Linked DNA regions of Zea mays: region 2 is linked to region 1. The links are chromatin contacts, called in public Hi-C maps. All regions are on one chromosome and are shown on one strand. Each heading gives the region's core, a stretch centred on a gene start, on an enhancer-like site or on the middle of the called end of the contact. The rest is flanking DNA. Distances are from core to core; before and after follow the strand shown. Region 1 has its middle 6.6 kb from the start of LOC103641620. Region 2 has its middle 46 kb from the start of LOC100278661.

What was found. Hi-C and Micro-C count contacts between places; a contact is called where the count stands out from the background.
Region 2: a Hi-C map of ear shows a contact between it and region 1, with 2.4 times the contacts expected there. The contact joins two enhancer-like sites. A contact is called at or near these places in 2 of 25 Hi-C or Micro-C datasets (ear and leaf).

The regions. Positions count from the first base shown.
Region 1 is chr10:116,875,996-116,882,484 of Zm-B73-REFERENCE-NAM-5.0, reverse strand. No RefSeq gene overlaps it. Among protein-coding and RNA genes, the nearest start is that of LOC103641620, 6.6 kb to the left of the region's middle. Within about 2 kb of position 4,299, at least 20 of the 20 cell types and tissues checked have an H3K27ac peak or open chromatin away from gene starts, as enhancers often do. A contact at or near this core is called in ear, where this site is marked.
Region 2 is chr10:117,130,264-117,136,749 of Zm-B73-REFERENCE-NAM-5.0, reverse strand. No RefSeq gene overlaps it. Among protein-coding and RNA genes, the nearest start is that of LOC100278661, 46 kb to the left of the region's middle. Within about 2 kb of position 1,654, at least 7 of the 20 cell types and tissues checked have an H3K27ac peak or open chromatin away from gene starts, as enhancers often do. A contact at or near this core is called in ear, where this site is marked.

The DNA.
Region 1 (6,489 bases), core at 3,050-5,549:
TGTTGCCTTGTTCTTAATTCATAGCATTTAAGAACGAGTCCCCAACATTGGCGCCCACCTCCGGTGAACTCACTTCCATTATTTGAGTCTTGAACACTTTCGGCAAGCATTACCTTCGTCATGCCGCCGAAAAAAGCTTCAGCGACAGGAGCTGGTACTTTACAGCCGTTGGATCCCAATCAGGATGTCCTTTCTCTTAGAGAGGCCCGAAGCCAGAAGAGGAAGGCTGTCAGTCCAACACCTCCGGAGGATGACCTAGATCAGGAAATCCAAAACCTGGAGATCCTTCAGCAGCAGGTTCAACGCAAGAAGGAGAAGATGGCTCGTCTAGCTGATCTTCAGAGACAGATAGACGAAGCTTCTGAAGAGGTTCGTCATCTTGTTCAAGATGATCAAAGCCGAAGGCCTCCACGCAGAGAGCTTCATCAGGAAGGCTTCCACAATGAGGATGACTGGTATGAAGATTTCCATCATGGAAATTTTGCTTTTGATGATGCTTCTCCTCTTTCAACAGAATTGCAGGCTACACCATGGCCACAGTCTTACAAGCCACCCCAGCTCCCCATGTATGATGGTCACACAGACCCGAAGCAATTCCTAATGAGCTATGAAGCGACAATATCTTCGTATGGTGGCAATACGGCAGTCATGGCAAAATCTTTTGTCATGGCCGTCAGGAGCGTTGCTCAGACTTGGTACTCATCCCTTCGGCCAGGGACAATCACTTCTTGGCAGAAATTGAAGGATATGCTGATAACTAGCTTCCAAGAGGAAACCGACTTAAAGATGAAAAGCCGAATCAGACCTTGAAGAATTACTATAGAGTTATTGATAAATGTAAAGGGCATTAATGTAATTTTGCATGGGCTGCGACCCGTGCCTATAAATAGGTGAACAGTATTCCCGTACTGGACACGCTGATTTGGCATCTACTTTTGTGCCACACCTGTATTCTTATTCTTTCAAGCCAAAGGTACACTTGCAATTTATTATTGTTTACACAAGTGATATAAATAAAAATAGGTTGATAATTATGTTTATCTAAATTATGTTACTCCTTATACTTTGCATGAATATTATCCATTTCTTTATCATGATCATGAAGGTATGTCCTTCATGACCTTCGTCCTAGACTCAATATATCCGAAGGGAAATAATGATTCAAAGGACGAAGGGCTTTGATATTTAACATTTTATGTTGCCTTGTTCTTAATTCATAGCATTTAAGAACGAGTCCCCAACACTAGCATAAAAGGAACAAGTGATAACTAATTTTAGCCTAAAATTTGTTACATGAAGTTTATTTCAATTAGAACATATTCAATTAATAATATTATGAGACATATTTATAAGAAATGTTGATTTTAAGGCGGGTTTTAAAAACCCATGGGTTTTTGGGTATGGGTAGTGGAAGAACAAACCCATGCCCACGTACCCGTTGGGTTTCCATTTGAACCCATTAACAAACCCATGGGTAGAGAAATTGACCCAAACCCATACCCTAATAGAGCAAAAACCCACCGGGTTTCGGGTAGCGGGTACCCATTGCCATCTCTAGTTCCATGGCTTCATCGATAATAAACCAACTAGGTAAGTTTATATCGTGGCATAAAAACCCTGGTTGGATGAGGTGCATTTGTGCTAAGGCTATCTGATATCTAAACTTAAATCACACGCAAATCTTTCTAAATTTATGTTCCCTAGCCCATTATATATACCACTGTATAATCTGTTAGTTTAAACTTTGCAAAACTCATTCAACCAAATCACCCCCACACTCTCATAACCTCCACTTATAGGTGTACATTTGGGCCGGGCCTGGTGGGCCGGCCCGAAGCACGAAAAAAAGCACGGCCCAGGCACGGCACGGCCCGAAATAATTTAGTGCCGGGCCGGCACGGCCCGTTATATCGGGCCGGGTTTGAGCCGAGGTCACGACCCATGGGCGGGCACGAGCACGACCCGTTTAAGGCAGGCACGAAATGGCCCATATAGAGGCACGAAAAGTCCCATATATTTATTAAAACTACACTTTATTCCACACTTTCATATACTTGATAAATAACACAAAGCTAGAGATAATGCTAGTTAGATGTTTTTTGTAGCTTTGAATTAGAGTGTGTGATGTAATTTTGCTTTTGTTATGAACATTAGACAATAAACTGAACTTACGAACTTTGTATAGAGCTGATTATACTCTTTTTCCTTCTAACAAAATGATTTATAAACGAGGTAGTCATTGCATAGCTGTGGTAACTTTAATACAAATACTAAGTTTGATTTTGTTCAAATTTATTTGTCTTATCTTTTATTTGTTTTATTATTTTTTTTGAATTTAGGGCTCTAATGTGAATTTTGGGCCAAAAACTGAATTTCGGGCCTAAAATTGAATTTCGGGCCGTAATGTGAATTTCGGGCTTTTATAATTTCGGGCCGCCCGAAATGAGCCCGGCACGTTTAAGCAATTACGGGCCGGGCCGTGGGCCGAGGGCTAGGCCCATGGGCCGGCCCGGCACGGCCCGAAATTCAAACGGGTCGGGCCGACCCGAAATTCAAACAATACATGCCTTTTCGGGCTTGGGCCAGGCCGGGTCGGGCGGCCCGAATGTACACCTATACCTCCACTAAATCTACCAAACAAATTACACACAGATTAACACACCATCAATACTAACGGTTCAGATCGTTAGATAACCCTCTATTCCTTACTCAAATCCAATCGACAATATTATTTTAATCATCCCTTGTTCCTCTCCCTCCCCCACGACTCCAAATCGCACCTAGCCTCCCCCTTCCCCTCCTCTGTGTCCCTGCCACCCCTCCCCTTCACTCGCGCTACCACCATCGTCGTCAACCCCTCCCCTCGCACTGCTGCCGCCACCGTCAACTCCTCCCCTCCTCGAGATCATAGCGTCAACATGAGCTATATTTAGTTTTCTTAAAATTGATAATATCTTGGCTAGTCGACCTTCATTTCTCTCATGATAGTTGGGCATATGCTATCCGAAAGAAACACCTTCCCCTTCTGTCCCAATTTATAATTTGTTTGACTTTATGTGCCAAATTTGACCGTCTCGTTATGGAAAAATAAAAAATTTAAAGCCGTATCTAAAGTATTATATACTAAACGATATCACAGTAAAAGTTAATAATAATTATGATTTTTAGTAAGACAAACATGTCAAACTTAAGGTAAAAAAGTTAAACGAATTATAAATTAAAATGGAGGAAATATGGTTTTTTAAATAGTCCCTTGGGTATTTTATTACCGCGAGGAGATAATTGGTCACGAGGTAAAGACACATTTGTAAGGCTCATCCCACCTACTTGCTTATGTGAAGATTCTACCTTGCCACTTTGATAGTTTCTGTGAGGTGCGTTTGGATTTCTTTATTTTTAAGAAATTGGAATTGTATTTAATAGTAGGTTATTTGGTTTGAAATTTGACTTTCCACCACTTTCTAAAGTTTAGATATAAGTCTATTCTAAATTCGTAGGACTAGTGGATGGAAATTGATTTTATATATCACTAGTCCATAATTCTATTTTGTAACTTATAACATGCTCTCTGGCTCGTCCTCTATAGTAGAAATATAATACATAAATATCTATCTACATAAATATATCTCTCGTTATGACCAGCAATAGTATATAAATATATTTTATATAAAACTATATTAGATCTATGCTTAAATTATGATTATTAAAATAGAATTCAATTCCAAGCATCGAATCTGTGCCTAAAGTTTTATTTATCAGCAGCTGGACATCGATTCTTCTATAATGCCTGATGGTGATGGATAAACCGAGGTAGGTTATGATGAAGCTTGTCAGCGCTAGAAATAGGCCAGCAAGAATGCCTTTTTAAACGGTGGTACAACTGATGGCTACAACGCTTGTTAAAAGAAATGGTTGTATCACCTTTGTTTTTGCAAAAAATTGTTGAAGTGTATCTCGTCATATGGGCACTTTAGATGCATTCTTTAGGAGCACTTATACCTTACGCTCAGTAGCAAGGTGGCTACTTCCATGTAGCGGAGAATTTCATTCTTTAATCTATGTACTATGTTGTTAATGTTTGAATACATATGAACTTTATAAAAAAAAACCCGACAAAAGTGAACCGATCGTGGTGGCAGCCAAGAGGGGGAAAAACACAGTGGAACCGGTCGAAGTTACATAGGCCCACTACGGGGTCCATGTAGAAACCTACAACAAACCAAGCCCAATCTCTCTAGAAAAGGCCTGCTAAGATGAAGCCCCATTCCATATCTCCACAGGTCTACAAATACACGCACATTTCTGCATCCTCTCCTCGCGTCCCTCTTCCCAACCCTAACCTTCTCTCCCCCACTCCGCCGCCGCATTGAGCACGGGGTCGCAAACCTCGCCTCCGGTCCTCCGCACACAGGGCAGCGACTCTGCGTGCGCACCTCCCGCCTCCGGTGGGCCGTCGCGCCGCACCCCGGCGGCTGCACTGCTCGCCGTGGGCGGGTAGCGGGAGCCAGCAGCCGCTGCTGCTCCACCTAGGCGGCCGCGCCGCTATGTTAGCGCTTGTGCCCCAAGCGAAGCGTTACCCATCCGCTTAGCGCGTGCGTCTAGTGCCGCATTTTGGAACCCGGAGCGATAGTACATGCAGTATTTCAATCTTGGTTTCTTGGTCACTGACCGTAACACTTTGCTTTGTATGCATGGCCCTTAAGATCGCCTCCCTTTTGCTATGTGGGAGCGTGTCGAGTCATAGCCATGCAAAATTAACGACGAGGTCCCAGAGAGTTTTTCTCTGGAACTTCCTCCCTTCCTGTTGCAGTTCTAGGTGTCTTCATCCGGGGCATCGAGTTCCCTGTAGTGTATGACCATTATGTGGCAGCTGTTTTCTGCAGCGCTTCTGTGAGCTCATCACTCGTGCGACTCTTTGCCAAATCAAATGGAGATGTCTAAGCTTTGGAAGGGAACATGTTTTAAAAAAAAAGAATTTGTGAATTGTTTCCTCGGATAGTTCTACCATAATTTCGAATTTCCATTAGTTCAGTCAAACTGCAGTACACAGTTTTACCATTAGTCTTAATTCTACTGATTGTCAATTTTCTTTTCAACTTTGACCTTTAAGATGTCTTGCTTCCAGTGGATCAATGTTCACTAATTCTGGTTTCTGTTAAGATTGCAACCTAATTCTGGGTTGCAGCACTATAAGGCTATGACTACTGCAATTTTAGAATAGGAGGTGGGGATGAGGAAGCTAATGGAGATAAACTTAGGTCCTGTTCTGTTTTCACGGATTGGGGATTGGAGCTTAGGAATGATTCTAGCCGGATTATTTTTCTAATTTATATAAATTAAATTTTCATGAGCTGGAACGCCCGGTTCGGGCCGTGTTCATGAACTTGTAGTCTCTGCTATGATGTCAAAAGGTCTACCGTTTTGTTTTCGCTCAGGTTCTGTTCAGGTCCTTTGAATTAAAATCTATTGTATGATCATAATTTAGGAATATCGATCAATTAAGATAATATGGTAGGATGGCGTATATATTTGTATATTGTTGTTGGCAGAGATAAAACTGCATCTGAGTAGCGAGCTAAAGAGCATACTGTAAGTTGCAAATTAGAAAGAAATGTAATACAGTGATGTATATAATTAGTTTTTATCCTCTATTATATAAAAATTTAAGATATATTTATATCAGAATTTTTAAAATCATGGGATGTAAAAAAATTAAGCTTGATATTCAGTGCACTAAATATATTTTAATTCAACTGTAATGAAGGGATTTAAACGGATCATCATTTGATCTTTGAAGAGAGGACGAGGAAGGTTGGGTGGGAGAAGGGAGGTTGTGATATCATTCAAAACTAGACTGAAACCTGTGGTGAAATCTGTTGGCTTTTTTTGTACGACCATTTTAGCACTGGGGTCATGGATTTATAAGTTTTGAAGTCGTATCTCCACTCTTATTCATTTGTTTCGTACGACCATTTTAGCACTGGAGTCATGGATTTAATTCTTGAGTCATAGAGAAGTTGAAATGTTCACTAATTTAGAAATCTTATTCAAAAGGATACACAATCTGCTGAATAATAGACTCAAAACACGGTAGATCAATCTAGAATTAAAAAAAACTAAGATTCAACCCTCACTTAGTAGTATACCACTCAAAATGATCTCCCATGTTAATGACGAACACCTTTAATCATTGCACAACATAAAGTTCCCTTATTATCCTTCATTAAGTGATGAACTATGATCATCCGTAGTATATCGTGGTAATGAGTTCTAAATTTTACACTATAAAATTTAAAGATCAAATTGGATTAGGATCAAACTCTTCGTATTTATTTTTGAAACTAAAATTAATTAAGAGTCCTAACTTAAGGGATATTTGGTTTTTAGGGACTAATTAGTCCCTCCATTTTATTCTATTTTAAATGGAATAAAATAGAGAGACTAAAAATTAGTTTCTAGAAATCAAACAACCCCTTATAAATATTTAGA
Region 2 (6,486 bases), core at 405-2,904, 260 kb before region 1:
CGCCGCTGGTTCTCTTGAGTAATTGGCGCCTCCAAAAAGGCGTCAACAGTGTTAACTGTTGATGAATTTATAATTTCTGTAAGCACCGCAAAAGTTACCTTTTCAGCAGCAGCCTGGTGCTCAATAACTCCAAACATAAGACTGCACTTATCAAGACATCTGTCAATTGAAACGATGAGACGATATGGGATCATTTGCAGCTAATCACTTCGCACCGAGATAACATTAAGCAAAAAACTTATCGCTAAAACATTTGCCCAAAGATCTCAGTGATTTGAAGTAGTATCTGTAAGTGTGACACTGATCTGTAAATCGGAGGTGAAGACATAGTAGTATTAGTTTGAAGATAGTGGACTCAGAGAGTGCAGCAGGCACCACATTAATCCTTCTTTTTAATGCTGGTACAAACCCAGGAGTAGACTACTGAAAGAAACTGAGACTAAGCATTAACCCAGTTGCTTCAAGATACTGTGTCCATGGAAATCGATTATAGGCCGTCCTGAATAAACAAGTGTCATTAGTTCAAACCACATAGTCCTAATGTCAACCCATATGACCACTCTAGATCTTATTCAGTATCTTTTTTTCCCCTTGTTCATGTGCTGTTCCAGCTTATATTTGCCTTACATATATGCTCCAAATAGTTCAGCTCTATGCTTCTAATATATTTGTTTGAGAGGTTTTGTAGCAGATAGATAGTCCCAAGCACTAGTGTAATCTGGCATAGTAGCATTCAAACGATAGGACAGCTGATGAAATTATTAAGGGTCCGTTCGTTTCTACATGAATACACCAAGAATTGTTTCTGTTGATCAAAACTTATATAAATTAGAGAAGCAATCTGGACAGGAACAATTTCGGCCTTTTATTCCCTGTCAACCGAATGGCCCTAAGGGGTAGCCAACCGGAGAGTTCTATCGAACAGGAGTTAGGACTCCTCCAAACAGGAATATTACAGGATTTTTTTTCTTTGAGAAATCAGGATGGAGACTCATACTGTAATTTTTTTATATTAAAATGTTCGAATATACAGAGATAGCGAGCGAGAATTCAGTACGTGCATGGTAACGGTAGACATGTGCCGCGAAGACATGCACACGCTCGTGTGTCCATGGCTCCATGCCGACAAGAAGACGTAGTGCTCACAGGCACACCGCACACATCCCACTAAGAATCTAACGCGGATCAACAAGGTAAGCAGAGTTTAAATATGTATTTGTATATGCTGCCAAATTATTTTGAATACCAAAAGTCAATTTTTGGAGCCAAGTGCGATCTCACTACAAGGTAGCAAGATGGTTTGACCTGGGAGAGCAGTATTGGTGCAGCACCAATGCATAGGCATTAATACCTTCGACATGAAGATTGAGACTGTCTGCCATAAACGGGCCGCAACAGATCCACAAACCAAAAAAAAAAAAAAGGGTCGTGCTCGTGCACCACCGCTCCAACATGCATGAGGATAGCACATGCAAGCACTGACCTACAACTACAAGCACAGGCACAGCTGCACAGATATTTGCTACAGTACCTACGAATGTAGTAAAATCTCTCTTTTCAGAATCCCAAAAAACTGAATATCTCTCCTTTATGCCAAACAAGCTCTAAATTCACAAACGGAGTGAGCCACACGGGTTGGCCTTTGAGCTTAGGCGGGCTGGGGACAAACTAGGCTCGACCAAAGCCCATGGAGGCTCAAGCTTGTTTGAAGGAAGCTGAAGAACTGAATTTCAATATGAAAGCTCGGCAAAGCCCAAGATCAGCTCATAAAATATTGAACAACTATATTTCAACATGGCGCATTATATACACGTGCCAGCATCCGCAAAAGGTCATACTCCTAACCGTAGAAAACGGTGACGCCTAAAAAAGAGGTGAATTAGAAAACTAGGCCACAAATTAACACTAGAATAAAACATATGCAAATAAGCAATCTAAAATGTGCAAACTATGTTTTATCTAAGTGTTGCTATCTCTATCGTAAAACCTAAGTTCTAATCCTAAATATTCTAACTAGAAAGAAGAGGTTGAAACTTAAGTACTCAATGTAAATGCAGAAGGTAAAGAGCAATGGTAGAGATGCAAACTCTCGTGAATGACGCCGGTATTTTTATGAGGTATCTGAAACCACACTAGGTCCCGACTAATCCACATTTGTGCCCCTACGCAAAGGGTAGCTCATGCGAGGACCAAGCACCACGGTCGAGTAACTGCGTAGAGAGCCGCGTGTCTTCTCCACACGCAAGTGGTGCTCCGTTTTTGGCTCCTCTCGGACGCTCCCCACCATATCCACTATCGACCTTCCAGTCGAAACGCCGCGGGCCTCGTTCCCTTCAGTACACGGTGGCGGCCGTGACATAAACTCGGTTATCACTGTCTCGCAAGACTCTCGCCCCACTCAGTACAATTACAATGGCTCCACTAGAGCCGAGGGGTTTTGTGGGTTTTTCTAAACTCACCCAACTAACTAGGATTTACCTAGAGCAAGCACATAAGCGGTCTAACTAATAACCTAAGCACTTCACAAAGCAATTACGCTAATCAACGAGTGATTTTATTAAGCACTTGGGGCTTGAGCACTTGAAAATGTCTATAACATATGTTGGTATGTTGCTTGGGCTAGCTGGTTGTTTCTGCCGTCGTGCGCACCGGACAGTCCACATGTTTCTTTTTTTAAAGGCAACCAAGAACGAACGTTAGCACTTGAAATGCATTACTCCCTCCATCTAAAAATTATTTTTAGAAATGATATATTCTTAACACAAGCGTCATCGGCTTGTTACTCTTAGAGGTTGCTGCCTCCTAGACGACTTATGTGTTGTCTTCGTCGAGCTCTCCGTGAAGATTGTGGAGGAGACACAGTGTTGATTATGAGATGTTCGCGCCTACCTCGCCGGAGCGGTAAAGACGACGCTAGTGGAATCGAGGTATTAGTGATTTCTTGTCCACTTGGCACAAAGATCAAGTCGGGTCTTGATAGAGGAGCAAGTGAGAGCTTGAAGTCCACCTCAATGTGTATTAGGGGTGATCGACAAATCATCGATACCACAGGATAAAATTCGATGTCATTCTCTTCACTCATTACTTATTACGGAGTACTTTGCAAGTAGATAGTAATTTGTGTATTGTCTCTCATTTCTAGCATTGCCATAATTGTTCCTCATAGATTGTTTACTTGTTGTAGCTAGAGAAATTATATCTCTTGTTGTATTGATTAAATTTCTCTATTATCTTTGATTTTAGTTAAGTTAAAACTATCTATTCACTCTCCCCCTCCAGTCGGTCTCCTGGATCGTACACACACAAGCTCCCACGGTGGTCCCTGGTCCATGAAACTGCCTCCATATCATTTTCTAAATCCCACTTTTCACCATCCTCTAAACTATTCTATGCCCCCTAAATCTTAGCTTTCGCAACGGTTCTCTCTAAATCCAACCCCTATATATAATACATTATATTTCTAATATATTTTAAATTAGATTTTTTTACTTATGTATTTTTCATAATCTAAAATGGCACGTAAATTTTGTATTTAATTTGTAGTGTAGAGTATAAAAAGCTTAGAGGGAATGAGAGTGAACACCCTAGATTTAGGGTTAGCTTTCTGGCCCTAAATTTAGGATGTTCTTTAGTGACGACTGCTGCAGCTTTAAGGTGCCCATAAAGTTTTAGAGGGATCTTTAGAGCGACCGATGCAGGTAGTCTCGCATATATAGAGGTGGTAATGAGCTCTAGATTTTACATTATAAAATTTAAGGATCAAATCAGATTAGAATTAGGCTCTATTAGTATTTATTTTTGAACTAAAATTATTTAAAGACTTTAACTGATTGTGAAGAAACATTTATATCGTGATCTATTACCACTCCTACGCGTATACATATACAGAAAGCCAGTGGCCTGGAAGCCCACGATCTTGGCTTGATACTAGCCCCGCCCGAATGGTTTCCTACCTGCCCGTGCAGAGAAATGAGCCAGTTGGATCGATCCGGCGTAGCCTGCTAAGACTGTCTCCAGCAATGTCTCCTAAATTTCATCCCCTAAAAGAATATTCTTTGGTCTTTACAGCACTCTCTAAAAGATTCTATACTCTATATCTTCTTCATCTCCAGCAATATTCCCTAAATTTCATCCTCTATATCAACAGTGTTATCAGATTTGACATTCTATATTATTTTTTACGCTCGTCAGCACGTGAAAGCACAGACACAGAAATTAGCACAGTGTATAGAGCACCACCGTATACCCTCTATACATAGCGCACGCATGTCATCCTCTAAATTTTAGAAGACCTTTTAGAGTCCCTCGTTGAAAGGATAAATGATCTGACAAACCTCTATATTTAGAGGACATGAGCTTTTACAGGTTGCTGCTGGAGCCAGTCTAAGGCCCGCTACTCGGCCGCCATATATAAAATCCCTCCCAGCAGCAAACAACTTATCTAAACTCATTTAAGTTTAATTTGTGGTTACGATTTTCTGCTTATGCGTTCCTGGGGTTTTCTCTAATGAGAATGGTTTAATTTAATCTAGTTTTCTATGTGTTTTGAGAGGGTGTTTTAGCTGACGGGTCCGAGCTGACACATGCCTTTTTTACCGTGCTTATCAGACTAATCGACTCGTTTAAGCCCACAACATGCTAGACCCTTACAGAGAAGCGAGCCCATGGGCCTTGAAAGCCCAATCCGATTTTCTAACCTTCACCAAGACCCGTGCCTATAGATAGCCAATAAGTACAAGGCTTGAAAGTCGCCTAGAGAGGGTGAATAGGGCGAAACTGAAATTTACAAAGTTAATCACAACTACAAGCCTGGTTAGCGTTAGAAATATAATGCGAGTCCGAGAGAGGGCGTAAAAACAAATCGCAAGCGAATAAAGAAGTAAGACACAAGGATTTGTTTTACCGAGGTTCGGTTCTCTCAAACCTACTCCCCGTTGACGTGGTCACAAAGACCGGGTCTCTTTCAACCCTTTCCCTCTCTCAAACGGTCCCTCGGACCGAGTGAGCTTTTCTTCTCAATCAACCGGGAACCAAACTTCCCCGCAAGGACCACCACACAATTGATGCCTCTTGCCTTGATTACAATTGAGATGATCGCAAGAAAGAATGAGAAAAAGAAGCAATCCAAGCGCAAGAGCTCAAATGAACACAACAATCACTCTCTCTAATCACTAAAGCTTTGAGTGGAATTGGGAGAGGATTTGATCTCTTTGGTGTGTCTAGAATTGAATGCTAGAGCTCTTGTAAGTAGTTGAAAGGTGAAAAACTTGGATGACTTGAATGTGGGGGTGGTTGGGGTATTTATAGCCCCAACCACCAAACTTGACCGTTGGTGGAGGCTTCTGTCGCATGGCGCACCGGACAGTCCGGTGCGCCAGCCACGTCACCTGGCCAAAGGGTTTCGACCGTTGGAGCTCTGTCTTGTGGGCCCGCCTGGCTGTCCGGTGGTGCACCGGACAGGCCCTATAGGCTGTCCGGTGTGCCACCCGCACGTGCTCTGCTCCTCTGCGCGCGCAGGCGCGCATTTAATGCATTGTAGTCGACTGTTGCGCGCAAAGTAGCTATTGCTCCGCTGTCACACCGGACAGTCCGGTGTGCACCGGACACTGTCCGGTGAATTATAGCGGAGCGGATTTCCGAAGCTGACGAGTTCAGAGTTGCTCTCCCCTGGACAGTCTGGTGAATTATAGCGAAGCTCCTCTGAAAATTCCCGAAGGTGAAGAGTTGGACGTAGAGTTCCCTGGTGCACCGGACACTGTCCGGTGGTGCACCGGACAGTCCGGTGCGCCAGACCAGGGTGCCTTCCGGGAAATCCTTTGCTCTCTTGATTGAACCCTTTTCTTGGTCTTTTTATTGGCTTATTGTGAACCTTTGGCACCTGTAGAACTTATAGACTAGAGCAAACTAGTTAGTCTAATTATTTGTGTTGGGCAATTCAACCACCAAAATCATTTAGGAAAGAGGTGGAAGCCTAATTCTCTTTCAATCTCCTCCTTTTTGGTGATTGATGCCAACACAAACAAAAGCAAGTATAGAAGTGCATAATTGAACTAGTTTGCAAAATGTAAGTACAAAGGTTACTTAGAATTGAGCCAATATAAATTCTCATAAGATATGCATGGATTGTTCCTTTATATTCTCAACATTTTAGACCACGCTTGCACCACATATTTTGTTTTTGCAAATACTTTTGTAAATTCTTTTTCAAAGTTCTTTTGCAAATAGTCAATGGTAAATGAGTAAAATTTTGAGAAGCATTTTAAAGATTTGAAATTTTCTCCCCTTGTTTCAAATGCTTTTTCCTTTGACTAAACAAAACTCCCCTTCAATAAAATTCTCCTCTTAGTGTTCAAGAGGGTTTTAAGATACCAATTTTTGAAGTTGCTACTTTCTCCCCCTTTAGAACACAATGAGATATCAATTTGAAAATCATAAGTTTTAAAATTTGGTAGGTGCGGTCCTTTTGCTTTGGGCTTAATACTCTCC